3 separate regions of the Sus scrofa genome follow, and regions 1 and 3 are each linked to region 2. The links are chromatin contacts, called in public HiChIP or PLAC-seq maps. All regions are on one chromosome and are shown on one strand. Each heading gives the region's core, a stretch centred on a gene start, on an enhancer-like site or on the middle of the called end of the contact. The rest is flanking DNA. Distances are from core to core; before and after follow the strand shown.

Region 1 (4,515 bases), core at 1,639-4,138, 170 kb before region 2:
GCACCCAAGAGGCCCAAGAACCCCTTCCCTGCTTTGGCCTTGGCCTCCATCCTGCATCCCTTTGCTGGGGATGCTGGGGAGGAGGAGATCCGGTTTATCCTGCCTGGGGAAGGGAAAACATGAGAGTTGCTCTGGAGGTCAAGACCACCCCCACCCCCTACCCCAGAACAGAACCGTGTCTCTGATAAAGGTTTTGAAGTGAATAAAGTTTTAAAAGCTAGTACTGTGGTTTGTGCCTGCTGGGACTTCCCACTCCAGCTTGTCTGGATCTGGGAGCTAGTTGGGCACAGGAGATTCAGGAATGTTGTGAGGGGGCAAAGGGGTCTGTCAGCCTCAGGGTGGCTCCCAGTGTCCCCACTTCCCCTCCTTCCAAACTGTCTCATTCCCAGAGTGTAGGGCCCAGCCCTGGCTCAGCCTTGCAAGGGCTGCTTCTCCCTGCCCCCCACCATCATCACTACAGTCTGTTTTGGCTATACTTCCCCCCTGATAATTGGCTAATTACTGGAGATTAATGTTGGTAAACAGAAGCCTTCTTCTCCTCTGCCATCTGCTTCTCCATTATTTCTCCACTGCATCCCTCTTACTCTTCCCCCTGAAGCCCCAGAGTTAATGGGCATGGCCTAGAGTCCCTGAGTAATCAGAGCCAGGGAAGGTGGGGATCCCTGGCTCCAAATGTTGGGGAAAGAACGAGGGTGCCCAGTGAGGGGTGTGATAAGAGGATGTAGAGCTCTCCAGGGGTGGGGCTATTAGGCAGCAAGTTTTATTGGGAAAATAGTTTAGGAGCTGGGTGTTTCAGAGTCTGCTGGGTCCTGGGCTGCAGCCGCGGCCATTGCAGCAGCTCGCGCCTCCTTCTTCTTTCTTTGTTTCTCCTCCTTGAGGCGCTTGCGATGCTGCTTCTCCATGTCCTGCAGCAGCTCCTGGAAGCGAGCACTCCTTGGGTCCACGTGGTATCCCAGGCGCTCCTGGGCCTCAGCCTGCAGCCGGGCCCTCCGATCCTTGTCTGCTTGCTCCTTCTCCCTTCGCTCTTGCTGCTGCTGCCTCCAGTTCTCAATCATCTGTGGCATCTTAGCCATGCACTCTTCAATGAGCTGCTCCCTGCAGGGGAAGGAGGGTGGTCAGTGAGGGGAGCCACACTCAGCCAGAACAATACCCATCCAACGCTACCTAGGTCCCAAGCCTTTGCCCATATCCTGCCTCTCCCAACTCCCCATGTCGCCAGATGGACCGGGAAGACTTGTGGTGGCCATTTAAGCTGTCAAAAAAAAGCCCTTGACAAGTGAAGAGAGGCAGAAGAGAGAAACTTGTATGTGGCCTTCAGCATGTGAGAACCAAGCCCCAATAACCCCCAGAAGCAGACCCCAAGTCAGCCCAACACTTCCCTGAGCTGTCTACTGAGCCATGTGAGTGCCACAGGTTAGGTGCAGCTCACGCCTTCATCCTACAGACATCACTGAGCATCTGCTGTTCGCCAGGCCCAGTTCTAGGCACAGACATACATGAAGGCAAGAAATGGATTGGACCTTTTCCTCCCATCCTATGAGTTTATGGGTGTCAGTCAGTGTCCCATTTTAAGAATTAGGAGCTCCAGCTAGGATAACTGGAGTTATCAGAGTCAGGTTCACAGCCTAATTCTACTGTTCACTGCCTGGGTGACTGGACAAGAGAATTCACCTTCCCAGGCCTCAGTTTCTGCATCTCTAAAATAAGGATGAGTCCCTCTTAGAGCAGTTGTGAGGACAAGAACAATAAACACCAGGAACACACTTGCCTGCCTTTGGGTGCCCCTTCCCTCTAGTAAGTGGTGCCATCCCAAAGTCCCTGGTCTTGCCTCCACCTGACTCCCACGTCTGGTCTCTGCCCTTGATTCCATACCCATCACCTCCCCCTCTTCCCCAGCCACACTGTTCCTTAAAGCACATTCCTGCCTCAGGGCCTTTGCACCAGATATTCCCTCTACCCAGAACACTCTCCCTAAGATCTTCCCTTGATTATGTCTGCTCTTTCAGGTCTCTACTTAAACTTTTTTATTTTGGCCGCCCTGCGGCAAAACCGGATCCTTAACCGACTGTGCTGGGCCGGGGACTGAACCCGTGTCTCAGCCCTCCCAAGAGGTTGCTGATCCCATTGCACCACAGCGGCAGCTCCTGCTTAAACATTTAAACATCAACTCCTCAGGCCTACCAAACCTAAGTCACCCTAAGGTGTGCAGTTCTCCAACCAATTTTATCTTCCTAATGGCTCTCAACAGATATCATCTTTGTTTTGTTCCCTGCTGTGTCCTCAGGACCCAGGATTAGGCCTTGCACACAATAGGCGCTCCATAAAGACTTGCTGATGAATGACTAAATGAACTGTTCAGAAGTCTGTTTTGTAACTAGGTGAGCATGCACGTAAATACTGCATTTAAACCCCGCGGTAAGCGCCCAGGGGAGTAAGCACTGTTTGGAGCAGAGTTCACCCACCGACCGAAGCACCGCGCCAGACCGCACGCACGCACCTGGCTTGACGCTTCTGCTCTTCTGCCAGCTGCTGCACCCGCAGCGATTCCTGCATGGCTGCCAGGCTCGGGTACCATTCGCGCTCCTCAGCCTCCAGCTCGCGCAGCTGTTCCTGCGACGGCCACAGAGAACCGGCGGCCACTCCGGAGGCGGCGCCATGCCGCGCGAACTGCTTAGCCGCGTAGCGCGGACTCAGCTGCCAGCGCGGGGTAAGCGGGTCATCCGGGTCGGGCCACCTGGGCTCCTGCGAACGGCGCGGGGGCGGCCGTGCCCGGTAGCCTCGAGAGCCCTGGCCCAGGGTCGTTACCAGGCGGAGCAAAGTGCGCGCCTGCTGCACGGGCGCAGCCATCTTGGCCGTGCGGGGTCCTAGGAGCTGGCCGGGCTGGCTAAGGCGCTGCCTGCGCGTGAAGTCCTCTGCGGGCCAGGAGGAGGAGAAGAGGTTCGCTGATGCCTCAGTTCCGGGCAGGGAGCAGGAGAGAAGAGGTGTAATTATTTTTACACATCTTTAAGTATAATTTTACATTAATTATTTATTTGTTAATTTATTAAAATTATTAAATTTTAATTTTATATTTTAAAAATAGCATTTAATTTTTATATTAAACTTTAAATGTTTAAAATTTAAACAATTGTTTAAATATCTATTTAAAAATTCACATATTTCAATTTAAGATCAATCTACTTACTTATATTTAATTTAAATGCTTGAAATCGAGTTAAAGTGTTTAGGGAGTTCCCATCGTGGCGCAGCGGAAACGAATCCAACTAGGAACCATGAGGTTGGGGGTTCTATCCCTGGCCTTGCTCAGTGGGCTAAGGATCCGGCATTGCCTTGAGCTGTGGTGTAGGATGCAGACCCGGCTCTGATCTGGTGTTGCTGTGGCTCTGGCATAGGCCAGCGGCTGCAGCTCTGATTAGACCCCTAGCCTGAGAACCTCCATATGCCGCAAGGGCGGCCCTAAAAAGACAAAAAAAAAAAAAAAAAAAAAAAAAAAGGTTAAAGTGTTTAAGTTGTACATAAATACTTATTTAAATATTGCTTATATTAAATATTTATTTATTTATTTTTAAATCTTTTTTTAAGGGCCGCACCCATGGCATGTGGAGGTTCCCAGACTAGGGGTCCAATCGGAGCTGTAGCCACCCACCTACACCACAGCCACAGCAATGCAGGATCCGGGATCTGAGCTGCATCTTCGACCTACACCACAGCTCATGCCACAACCAAATCTTTAACCCGCTGAGCAAGGCCAGGGACTGAACCCGCATCCTCATGGATTCTAGTCGGGTTCGTTAAGGGCTTAGCCACTAAGGGAACTCCCCAGAATTTTAATTTTGAATAATTATGTAAAGCTTTATTTAACATTTTAAATATTTACATTTCTATTTAAAACATTTATTTAAATTTGTATGTAACTATCATTTAAGATAGTTATGTAGAAAGCTTGAGTTCTATTGTATAGAGTTCCCTTGTGGTGCAATGTGTTAAGGATCCAGTGTTATCACTGCAGAGGCTTGGTTGCTCCTGTGACCCAGGTTCCATCCCTGCTGGGAACTTCCGCATGCCACAGTCACAGCCAAAACAAAAAAACAAAAGCCCAGATAAATTCTAGTGTAAATATTTACTTTATGCCTTTTAATTTTTTTTTTTTTAGCCTCACTTTCGGCATGTAGAATTTCCTGGGCCAGGGATTGAACATGTGGCACAGCAGTGACAATGCCAGATCCTTAGCCTGCTAGGCCACCAGGGAACTCCTAATTTAATTTTTTTGTATTTTAAAATGTTTAAAGTGATTGTGGTGCAGAAATTAAATACTGTTTTTTAAAATCTTATGGCCACACCTGAAGCATATGAAAATTCTTGGACCAGGGATTGAATTCATGCTACAGCTGTGGCAGCACCAGATCTGTTAAGTCACTGCTCCAGGTAGGGGATCGAACCCTCACCTCCACAGAGACCTGAGCTTCTGCAGTCGGATTTGTAATGCACTGTGCCACAGAAGGATCTCTTAATTTC
Region 2 (4,758 bases), core at 762-3,261:
GCCCATACTGCGCACCCAAACGAATTGGGGGCTCACGAGACCCTCATATCCCCCTGTGTACCCCTCCCACACGGCCACGGGGCAATCCCGACGGTGGTGCCCAGAATACCTGGCACGCTCCGGCTGGCACCCGGGCACTGGCTGGCAGGGGGACAGGACACCCTCTGCCCTCCCCCTTCGCTGTCACTCACCCTCGTACTACAAAAAACGGATCTTCGAGAGACATATCACGCCTCCCACCCGCCCGAGGCCGAGCCCCCTCCCCTCTCGGCCTTGGACGCAGGTTCCCTCCAAGCAATGCAGAACTCGCCGTCACCCACCCGCCCGCTCCCGTCACGTGACCCAGGCCACCAACGAGAGCGGAGCCACAAGGGGAGAAAGAGAGGCCTTAGAGGCCCGAAGTGTGGAAATTTCCGCTCTCTCTTCGGCCATCTTGGTTGTGGGCGGAAACGGCTTCCTGCCCGTACCTATTCCTCTTCGCATCTTGGTCCACAGATGTGTCAGTTCTGTCTGGCTGGGTTCGAGTCAGAGCTCCCTACGCCTTGGTTGAAGACCCAGGCCTTCGGATTGTTGCTGCGCAACCATGGTTTCCCTTCTGGGCAATATAAATAACAATAGTCTCCTTCAAATCCGGTCAGATTATGGCTGGGGAAGTGGCTCCTTCAATTAGTAGATCATCTTTATGATGCTCCTGCACCTAGATCCTGTCCTGGAAGATGGTTCCAGCCCAGGGTCAGGTGTGACAGGTTTGGGGAGCAGTATGGGGATGGGTGGTCTCTCCACCTTCCCGCGGGGCCAGGGTGAACTGCAGGCATTCTGTGACGAGTTCTGTTTGATTTACCCCTCCTCTTTTTTTCCTGCGGAGGAGGGAAGCATCCCGGGGCAGGATGGCCCTGGATGGGGGCCCTGGAAATGCTTCTGGAGGGTAGGATCTTTCTGGGTGCGACCTGGGGGTCGTGGGAGGGAGTGTGGTGGGGGCAACTCTGAAGATAGCCTGCAATGAAGTCCTTTGCGCGTGGAGTGGGACCAGGGAATGTCTGGAGAGGGACTCAGGGTGGCCGCCTGTGCGACAGAACCTTTATGTGTGGGGTCTCCGAGAAAGCATTTTTTTTTTATTGGTGGGGGGGACCGTTGCCCGAGTGGGGTCCTGATTCTTGGAGCGGGCTATCTTAAGAAACCCTCAGAAGGTCGCCCCTGTTGTGTGTCAGAGACAGCGCCTGGGCGGGGGATGTCGTTGTGGAGTTTCGTGGGATTGGGAGTGTGGGGGAGCGGGGATGAGGACGTTCTCAGCGAGTAATATATGGCAGGATCGCTGAATGGGAGCGGTTTTGGGAGAAGTCTTTTAGAAGAGAGAATAATTGACCCCCCCATGTGTCAGAGTTGGAGATGGGGGACCTGAGCGTGATCCAGAGGTGCAAAGGAGGATCACTTTAAGGGGAGGGGCAGGATCTCCATGGAGGGGACCAGAATGAGAGTCCTCAGGGAGTAGCTGCTTGAGTTGGCAAGGTCTTTGTGTAGATCTCTGGGATACGGCGTCAGAGTGAACAGTGAGGTAGCCCCTACACGCCAGCAGGGGCTTTTCTGGAGGGGCGTCACATCTTCCCGGTCTCCGGAGGGAAGGAAGCGAAACTTTCTCCTTCCTCTCTGTGGGCCGGGCTGAACGCCGCTCCGGAAACCGGGGGCTCCAGCCAGCCCTAGCTGCCGGGAGAGAAAGAGCGGAGGGGGCGTGTCCGGAGGCTAAGGCACCACCCCCGCCCGGAAGAAGCCCGTGGCTGTCCCGTATCGAGATCCGGGTTCCTGTCCTTATATGGGCAGCCGGAAGCGGCTCACGCGCACGCTCTACGTCATTACTTCCAAATTTAGTGGTGGAAGTCTAGCAGATCTCTTGGCGGGAAGGCTCGCGCAAGAGTTGGGGGCGGTGGAGCCTTCCCTTAAAGGGCCCGCACCACGAATGAATGGAACTATTCGAACCGTATTGCTTTTTTTTTTTTTTTTTTTTTTTCCTGAGTAACTGGAATTAGGTTTCCTTGGAACTGTAGTGCGAAGCGGAAGGTGGGGCGGCTGTTTTCTATCTGCTCTATTTCTGAGTTGTTCAGTTTTCAGCTTCTACCCCAACTCCGCCTCCTGGGGAGCAGAGGCGGAGCACCGCTGCGTCGTTTGGGGGGCCACAGCCACGTGCTCACTCGGGTTGTGTTGCGGCTGGGTACTCCGCCTTACGAGTTCCACGCCCACGGTGGATTTCGTGCCTAGGGAAACAGACGAAGTGGGAGGGTGATTCTTGCGGAGCGCAGAGATGGCAGCCTGGACTGCACTTGTGTCTGCAGACATCCGCCGCCCGTGGAGTGGGCATCTTTGCTCTAAGGCAACGCAACCAGCGTGTCCCGCCTTCTTACCGCTTCCATACGGAGGGGAATGGAGAGGGCTGGAGGCCCAAACGGTCTCGTTTCACCGCAGTAGCCCATTTATTTGTTTAGCAAATATTGGACGAATCACTCTTGTCTAGGTTTCCCCACCTGAAGAAATCAGATATAACTACCCTCCGCGGAGTGGAGGTGAGAGATCAATAACATATTTATGAAAGGAAAGACTTTAGCGCGTGGCACATAGTAAGTGCTTAATAAATGTTGCTAGCATCGTTATTAACAACAAAAAAACGTTAATTAAGAGACTGGTAGATGCTAGGCACTGTTCCCACGGGGGATGTACCGGCTGGAACCCGGGTCTTCCCAGGTGCGAAAGGAAACTTACAAGCTAAGGCCAGCTCGCTGGGCTCTACAGACGCAACCCGTGGGTCGGCCCTGAGCCCCACCTACGGCCCCCCTACACTGGGCCTGCGCAAGGATGCACTGGGGCCACTGAGAAAGGATACCGCCGGGAGAGGTCAGCTTGGACTGGGGAACGCTCACCCTCTACAAGTTCGGGTCCCTTTTCATCTCAGGGTAAATCCCACCCTGTCCCTTTAAGGAGTCTCTAGCCCCGCTGCGCTGCGGAAAGCCCGGATGCGGCTCTCTGATTGGGCGGGGCGTCTCCGTGACATCACACTGGGTACAAAAGGGCCCGGGTGGCGGGCGGCCGGGCAGAGCGTCCTACTAGTCTCTCAGTGTGGGTATCTCCGCAGAGAGAGGCGTGAACGAACGCATAGTCTGGAGTGCACCTGCCACCTCCCCTGCCCAGCCCAGAGTCCCCGCCAAACCTCGGTCCCGCCGTCGAGTCGTCATGGAAGTGCAGAAAGAGGCGCAACGCATTATGACCCTGTCCGTTTGGAAGATGTACCATTCGCGCATGCAGCGCGGTGGCCTACGGTTGCACCGGAGTCTGCAGCTGTCGCTGGTCATGCGTAGCGCCCGGGAGCTCTACCTTTCGGCAAAGGTGGAAGCCCACGAGCCTGAGGTGCCCTTGCCACCCGCCCGCTCCCCTGATCCTCGCCTACACCCACCGCGAGAAGCGGAAGCCGCAGCCAATGCAGCGCTCCCCGACGGTGAGCCTCCCTCTCCGGAACCCATGGACACGCAGGAGGCGCCGAGAATCGAGGAGACCCCTGCCCCCTGTGCCCCGCGCCCTGCCAAAGTCAGCCGCAAGCGGCGAAGCAGCAGCCTGAGCGACGGTGGGGACGCCGCACTGGTCCCGAGTAAGAAAGCCCGTCTAGAAGAAGAGGAGGAAGGGGCCCCTTCGGAGGTCCTCAATCGCCTGCAGCCCCCTCCGGCGCAAACGGAGGGCGCCTTCCCCAATTTGGCGCGTGTCCTGCAGAGGCGCTTCTCCGGCCTCCTGAACTGCAGCCCCGCCGCCCCGCCGACGGCGCCGCCGGCGTGCGAGGCGAAGCCGGCTTGCCGCCCGGCTGATAACATGCTGAACGTGCTGGTGCGGGCCGTGGTGGCCTTCTGAGGGCCCTCGAGCGGCGCTACCGGAGCCCAGAGCGCGGGCCGAACCGTCGGCCAGAGTGCGCAGACCCGAGGCGAGGCCCACCCCTACGGGAGCACCCTCGGAAACCGTGGAAAGGAGCCACCTCCCGGGCTGCCGAGAGGCCCTGAGAGGGACTCTGCCCCCGGGGAGCCGTCGCCACCTGTGTGCAGTCGCGGCACCGAGGAGCCTGAGCCGGGGGGCGCGGGCGCCTTGCCGCAGACCTGCCGCGCCCACAGGTGCTGTTTTAATGGACTGTGACGTGGACCTTACCCTCTCCTTCTGGAACTGGGAGAAGGGAGACTTGGTTCTTTAAATTCCTCAGGGTTGGACTTTATTTTTTACCGGGGGCTATGCCGCCCTTTCAAGGTTTTTCAATAGTAGGTGTTTGCGTTTCCAACCTCGGAGAATTCCAGGCACTCCCCTTCCCCCTCCAGTGACATACTTGTGCAAGCGGTCATCGTTGCGTCATGGGGCAGAAGTGGGGAGCTTCCTGTTGCCATGCGTGGGTGTGAGGCCTGGGAGGAGGATCTGGGGTGTGGACCGCCCTGGGGAACGGGAGGAGGGCGGCCTGAGTCACTTGGCCTCCGTGTGCTGCGGGTTATTGTCCCTTGCCCCTATGCCTTCGAGGGCGGAGGGCTGATCTAATTTCAGGTTAAAAATTTTCTCCTCTGGTGTGTTAGAGGTGGGAATATGTTCAGTCTCAAGCTTGACCTTCCCTCAGACACAACCCAAATGTTCCTGGACTGAATCACAAAAATGGGGGGAGGGGGTGCTCCGAGCGCTGTAAGGCTGAGCCGGGATCAGTTGCTGGTGAGACTGGGCCAGTTTTGGGGAGGGGGGGATTCCTACCAGGGCGTT
Region 3 (5,000 bases), core at 2,114-4,613, 240 kb before region 2:
CTCTGAGCGGGCCTCGTTCCAAACCTGTCTCTCCCAAGCTCTCCCCAGACCCCCAGACTCCCTCCCCAGCCCCAACAAAGAATGTGCCCAGCAGTGCGGGGCTCCCAGCCCCACCTGCTTCCCTTCTGGTCCCAACCACCAAGCCTGAGGTGGGGCTGACCTCAAGGTGCCCTGCTGAAGCTGTGCCCCCAGCAGGCCTGACCAAAAAAGGGGCGCCCTGCCCCATGCCCCCAGGCCCATAGCAGAGGGAGCCGCTGGCCCTGCGCTGTACAGCCACCTGTATACATATGTACACATATAAATAAAGTGCTTCTGTGCTGCGTGAGCTTTCTGGGGCTCACCCCTCCTCCCCTAGCAAGGCAGAACATCCTGTTTCTGCCCCTTTGCCTGTGTGCTTGTTGAGGGGTGGAGCTCTAGTCCTGGTTACCATGAAGAGGAGAGGTGAACCTTGGCTGCATTCTTCCTTGTGGTCCCACTTGGTGTCTCACCTTTCTGCCAGCTGCCCCCACATCCTTAGCAAACTGAAGTGTTGTTCTGAATCCTAGTTCCCACCTGAAGAAAAGATTAACAGCCTCATTCACCAATTCACTTTTATTCCTTAGCAATCCTGAGGCAGGTGTTAGGATTCCCATTTTGCAGATGAGTAGACTGAGTCACAGAGGCACACAATTAAGGCTGAACTGTTGAGAGGGGACTAAACAGATTCAAACTGAAGTCTGAATTGGCCCCTGAGCCTTAATCCTTTGCTGGGCTTCTTGGAGAGAAGGCCCTGTTCTCCTTCTCACAGGGCTCCCAGGCCTTCACCAGAGGCTTGAAGGCCTTCCAGAGTGCAGGCAGCTGGGCACACAGTGTGCCCCCACCCCGATGCTCCTCTCTTTTGTTCCGATTCATGTCACCCACACAGGTCCAGGGCCTTTCTGGGGCTACACACCACTTGGAGTGGTCTTCTGTGGCATTGAAGTTTGGCCCCGCTGGGCCAGGAAAGGCTATCTGGGTCACATCCAGCACGTGCTGGACCCCAGAGCAGTTGGAGGGCAGGATTCCAGCAGATCTTTGCCAGAATTGGACCTGCAGGTTGCTGCCAAGGGCTTCTGCCAACCAGCCAGAGTACAGGTCTGTAGAGGATGGAAAGGCATGGGCAAGGTCAAGGACACTGCTTGGGATTCCCTAGGCCAATTCTCTCTGAACTCAGTTCCCTCCATTCCTGATAACCTAGGAAATTTATGGTTATTTAAGATTTAAATCTAAGACTAATAGTCCTGGAATTCCCATTGTGGCTTAGTGAGTTAAAAATCCAACTAGTGTCCGTGAGGATGCAGGTTTGATCCCTGGCCTACCTCAGTAGGTTAAGGATCTGGTGTTGCTGTGGCTGAGATGTAGGCTGGCAGCTGCAGCTCTGATTCGACCCCTAGCCTGGGAACTTCCATATTGTCAGGGGTGTGGCCCAAAAAAAAAAGAAAAAGAAGAAAAAAAAAGAGTAATAGTCCTTACTAACTACTTTATATGCATCCCTTCACTCATGATGGCCCTTTAAAATGGTACCCCCATTTTTCAGATAACCCAGTTCAGGCCCTGATTAAACCAGCATTACATAGCCAGAAACCAATATTTGAACCCAGGTCTAGTGCTTGTTTACCTCTCATGCAATTGACTCCCAAAGTGTCCTCCTCTCTGTCCCTGACCTGTCCTCAACCATGGATAAACCCTCTGTGCAGAGAAAGAGTTCAACCCTCATTCTCAGGGCTCACCGTCTCCAAAGTTTCCACACTTAGCAAAGCTCTGGAATGAGGCCCCTGCTTTTGATGTGAGTGTTACACTGCTGTTCCAGGGTTCCTGGAGAACATGATGGCCCTTGACTACCTCCTCCAGGTAGGGGAATTTCCTGGCGAAGTCTCCCTCCAGCTTGTAATCATACACCATGGGGTAGGTGTAGGTCAGCTGTCTGCCTAGAGGGCAAGGGGAGAAGAAAATGAGGGACTGTTTCAAGTTGCTGGCTTGGGAATCAGGGACTCACCCGCCTCCCTGTCTCCACTTACTGATATTCAGGAACTGGGTGAGAGGGAAAGATACGCAGATCAGTGTCTGCCCATAGGTTCGGGCGCTAGGAGGCCAGCTGTATGCAGCAGAGGAGGAAGGTGGAGGGAAGTTTGGAACGCTGTGGATTAGCCAGAAGCCCCCTTCTTGGTCCAGGAGCAGTACACCTGAACCAAAAATTGGGGGTCAGGGGGACTGCTTGAGGCAGTCACAGGCAAGCACATGTGCAACCAGGAACACTCTTTGTCTGGAGATTGTGGAGGCAGTGTCAGGACCACTGCTGAGCTCAGATTCCACAGCCATAAATTCTCATAGCCCAGAAGAAGGACAACATTGATGTAAGGAAAAACAGGAGCTCCACTGTGGCACAAAGGGCTTGTTGGAGGCTAGGAAACACTGGGACTTGGGTTTGATCTCCGACCCCACACAGCACAGTGGGTTAACCCCAAATGGTGGGTTAAGGACCTGGCTTCAGCTTAGGTTGAGACTGTGGCTGGGATCTGATCCCTGGCCTGGGAACTCCTTATGCCTCCGGGCAGCCAAAAATGAAAAAAAAAAGAAAAAGAAAAAGGAAAAACATGCCTAGGGTCTGACAGAACAGTCCCCCCTCATCCTCACCCCCACCCCCCGGCCCAGGATAAGCTGGGGAAAATGCAGAGGGAAACCAAAACCCTTTCCCCGCACCCCCAGTCTGGCCTCACCCTTCGTGTGCCCACGGTTGAAGAGTGCTGAGATCCTCTGTATTTAGGCGGTTGATCATTGTAGAGCAGGAAAGCTAGCTGGGGAAGATGGACAAGGGCAACGTGAAGGTTTCCCGCGGGTCAGGCCCACTCTAGAGTCCTACCGAAAGTTCCACCCTGGGGGTCCCTTCACCTGGCTGGTGTTTCGGTACAGCGGCAGCAGGCTGCGGCCCAAGGCGCCTGTGGAGCTGTTGATGGACCCCGCGCCGTCGCGCCAGCCTCCTGACTCCTCGTCCAAGTACTTGTACCGGAGCCCGCTCTGAGCCACATCTCCGGGACTGCTGTGGGCCGGCAGCTTGTAGACAACGAACCTGGACGTTGGAGAACGGACAGAAATGAAGAGATGGAACCCCAGTCCTCACCCAGGAGTGCAGCAATCCCCGGAGCGCCCGCCTTCTCACCAGTCCACAGGCTGCCCCGAGTCTCCGTAGCAGGTCAGGGTCCCCACAGGGACCCAGAGCAGCGCGGCCAATAGCAGGGGGCTCAGCGTGGCCATACAGCTAAAGGTCTAGGAATCTGTGTTGGGACAGCGAGGCGCGGGGGTCACGAGCTCTGCCCAGCCCGGCCCCTTTTGACTTTCACTTCCCCAAACCCCAAACCCGGGACTTCACGAGGACAGAGACTCCGCCCGCGAGTCGAGAATCAGAGATTTGAAAAGGCGGGGAGGGCGGTGGGGGGCGCGGGGCTTCCTTTTGGGCAAGTCACTCCCGTAGGCTCCCACCCCCGCTCCGGCCTGTGTGCAGCCAGCTCCTGCTGGTGGCGGACTGGTCCCGGATAGACTCCACCCTCTGGCTCGGCATAGACCACGCCCCCTCACGGCAAGGTGGTTCCCTTCTCTGAGCTCCGACTCTGCTCCTGGCCAATCACAGCACACGTTTCTTCACTAGGCCCTGCCTCCGTCTCTTTCAATTCGGGCTAATCTCAATCAACACTCTTGCATGTAACCTCGTTCTACTCCATCACTCTGACCCTGGCTTCTTGTTTGCTCTCTCTCGCTTTCTCTCTCTCTTTTTTCTTTTTCTTTTTCTTTTTTTCTTTTTTTGTAGCACGTGGAGCTTCCCAGGCTAGGGGTCCAATTGGAGCTGTAGTCGCCAGCCTACACCACAGCCACAGCAACACCTGATCCTTAGCCCACTGAGAGAGGCCCACGATTGAACCTAGGTACTCATGTTTAATAGATTCTTTTCCGCTGAGCCATGACGGGAACTCCTCTCTCTCTCCCTCTCCCTCACCCTCAGCCTAGCCTTTTCTCTCTCTCTCTTTAGGGCCGTACCTGAGGCATAGAGAAGTTCCCAGGCTAGGGGACCAGTCAGAGCTGCAGCAGCTGGCCCAAGCCACAGCAATGCGGGATCCGAGCCTCATCTGCGACCTACGCCTGCAGCTTACGGCAACACCAGATCCTTACCCACTGAGCGAGGTCAGGGATGGAACCCGCATCCTCATCAACAATATGTCAGGTTCTTAACCCATTGGACCACAACGGGAACTCCCAAGGTTTGCTCTCTTAAAAGGCGCTTGGGGAGTTCCCGTCGTGGCTCAGTGGTTAACGAATCCTACTAGGAACCATGAGGTTGAGGGTTCTATCCCTGGCTTTGCTCAGTGGGTTAAGGACCCGGCATTGCCGTGAGCTGTGGTGTAGGTTGCAGACACGGCTCAGATCCCGTGTTGCTGTGGCTCTGGTGTAGGCCGGTGGCTACAGCTCCAATTAGACCCTTATCCTGGGAACCTCCATATGCCGTGGGAGTGGCCCAAGAAATGGCAAAAAGACAAAAAGACAAAAAAAAAAAAAAAAAGGCGCTTGGGCTCCTGGTCCTCCCGCTTCATTCTGCGTGTCCCACCCCCACCCCCCACCCCCAAGATTCGAGGGTTCACTTTGGATTGCGGCAGGGTGAAGGATGCTGGGGCTCTGGCACCCAGCTGAGGGTTCTTAAATGGAGGATGTGAACGTCCCTGGATTTCAAGGCAGGAGGCAAGAACCAGGTAGCTTGACCTTGGGGTGGGGGAGCGGCCAAGGCCTGCTGTGCCCAAAGAGGATTGCCCAGCCTTATGATATGAGGGTGAGAGTGTGTGTTTGCCCCCACCCCATACCACCTCTGAGGTTACAGCTTCCTCCCATCTTCCAGCACCCAAAACCCACGAAGTCAGACAAACACTGAAGCTTTATCTGGGAGGGGCATTTTTACAGGACCCATAACCATTCACAGCAGATGCCAGCCACTATGTGGA

Evidence for each region. HiChIP or PLAC-seq counts read pairs in DNA pulled down with a chosen protein or histone mark.
Region 1: a contact with region 2 is called in an H3K27ac HiChIP or PLAC-seq map of alveolar macrophages. The contact joins the promoter of GADD45GIP1 here to the promoter of IER2 in region 2. A contact is called at or near these places in 1 of 5 promoter capture datasets (fetal liver), 2 of 47 Hi-C or Micro-C datasets (blood and heart right ventricle) and 2 of 2 datasets of contacts at active chromatin or transcription factors (alveolar macrophages and skeletal muscle).
Region 3: an H3K27ac HiChIP or PLAC-seq map of alveolar macrophages shows a contact between it and region 2. The contact joins the promoter of DNASE2 here to the promoter of IER2 in region 2. A contact is called at or near these places in 1 of 5 promoter capture datasets (fetal liver) and 1 of 2 datasets of contacts at active chromatin or transcription factors (alveolar macrophages).

Annotation. Positions count from the first base shown.
Region 1 is chr2:66,085,794-66,090,308 of Sscrofa11.1, reverse strand. It overlaps GADD45GIP1 (growth arrest and DNA damage-inducible proteins-interacting protein 1), which reads right to left and starts at 2,888. Exons shown (of 2, transcript XM_003123339.4): 1 at 2,498-2,888; 2 at 731-1,095. The coding sequence starts at 2,847. The coding sequence ends at 777. RAD23A (UV excision repair protein RAD23 homolog A) reads left to right here. Exons shown (of 9, transcript XM_005652877.2): 9 at 1-220.
Region 2 is chr2:65,909,744-65,914,501 of Sscrofa11.1, reverse strand. It overlaps IER2 (immediate early response gene 2 protein), which reads left to right and starts at 2,011. Exons shown (of 1, transcript XM_003123342.4): 1 at 2,011-4,758. The coding sequence starts at 3,217. The coding sequence ends at 3,882. STX10 (syntaxin-10) reads right to left here and starts at 370. Exons shown (of 8, transcript XM_003480777.4): 1 at 192-370. The coding sequence starts at 226.
Region 3 is chr2:66,148,434-66,153,433 of Sscrofa11.1, reverse strand. It overlaps DNASE2 (deoxyribonuclease 2, lysosomal), which reads right to left and starts at 3,363. Exons shown (of 7, transcript NM_214196.1): 1 at 3,176-3,363; 2 at 2,908-3,085; 3 at 2,757-2,813; 4 at 2,736-2,754; 5 at 2,037-2,201; 6 at 1,749-1,946; 7 at 577-1,115. The coding sequence starts at 3,270. The coding sequence ends at 736. It overlaps KLF1 (Kruppel like factor 1), which reads right to left. Exons shown (of 3, transcript NM_001134350.2): 3 at 4,934-5,000. MAST1 (microtubule-associated serine/threonine-protein kinase 1) reads left to right here. Exons shown (of 27, transcript XM_021083720.1): 27 at 1-325. The coding sequence ends at 242.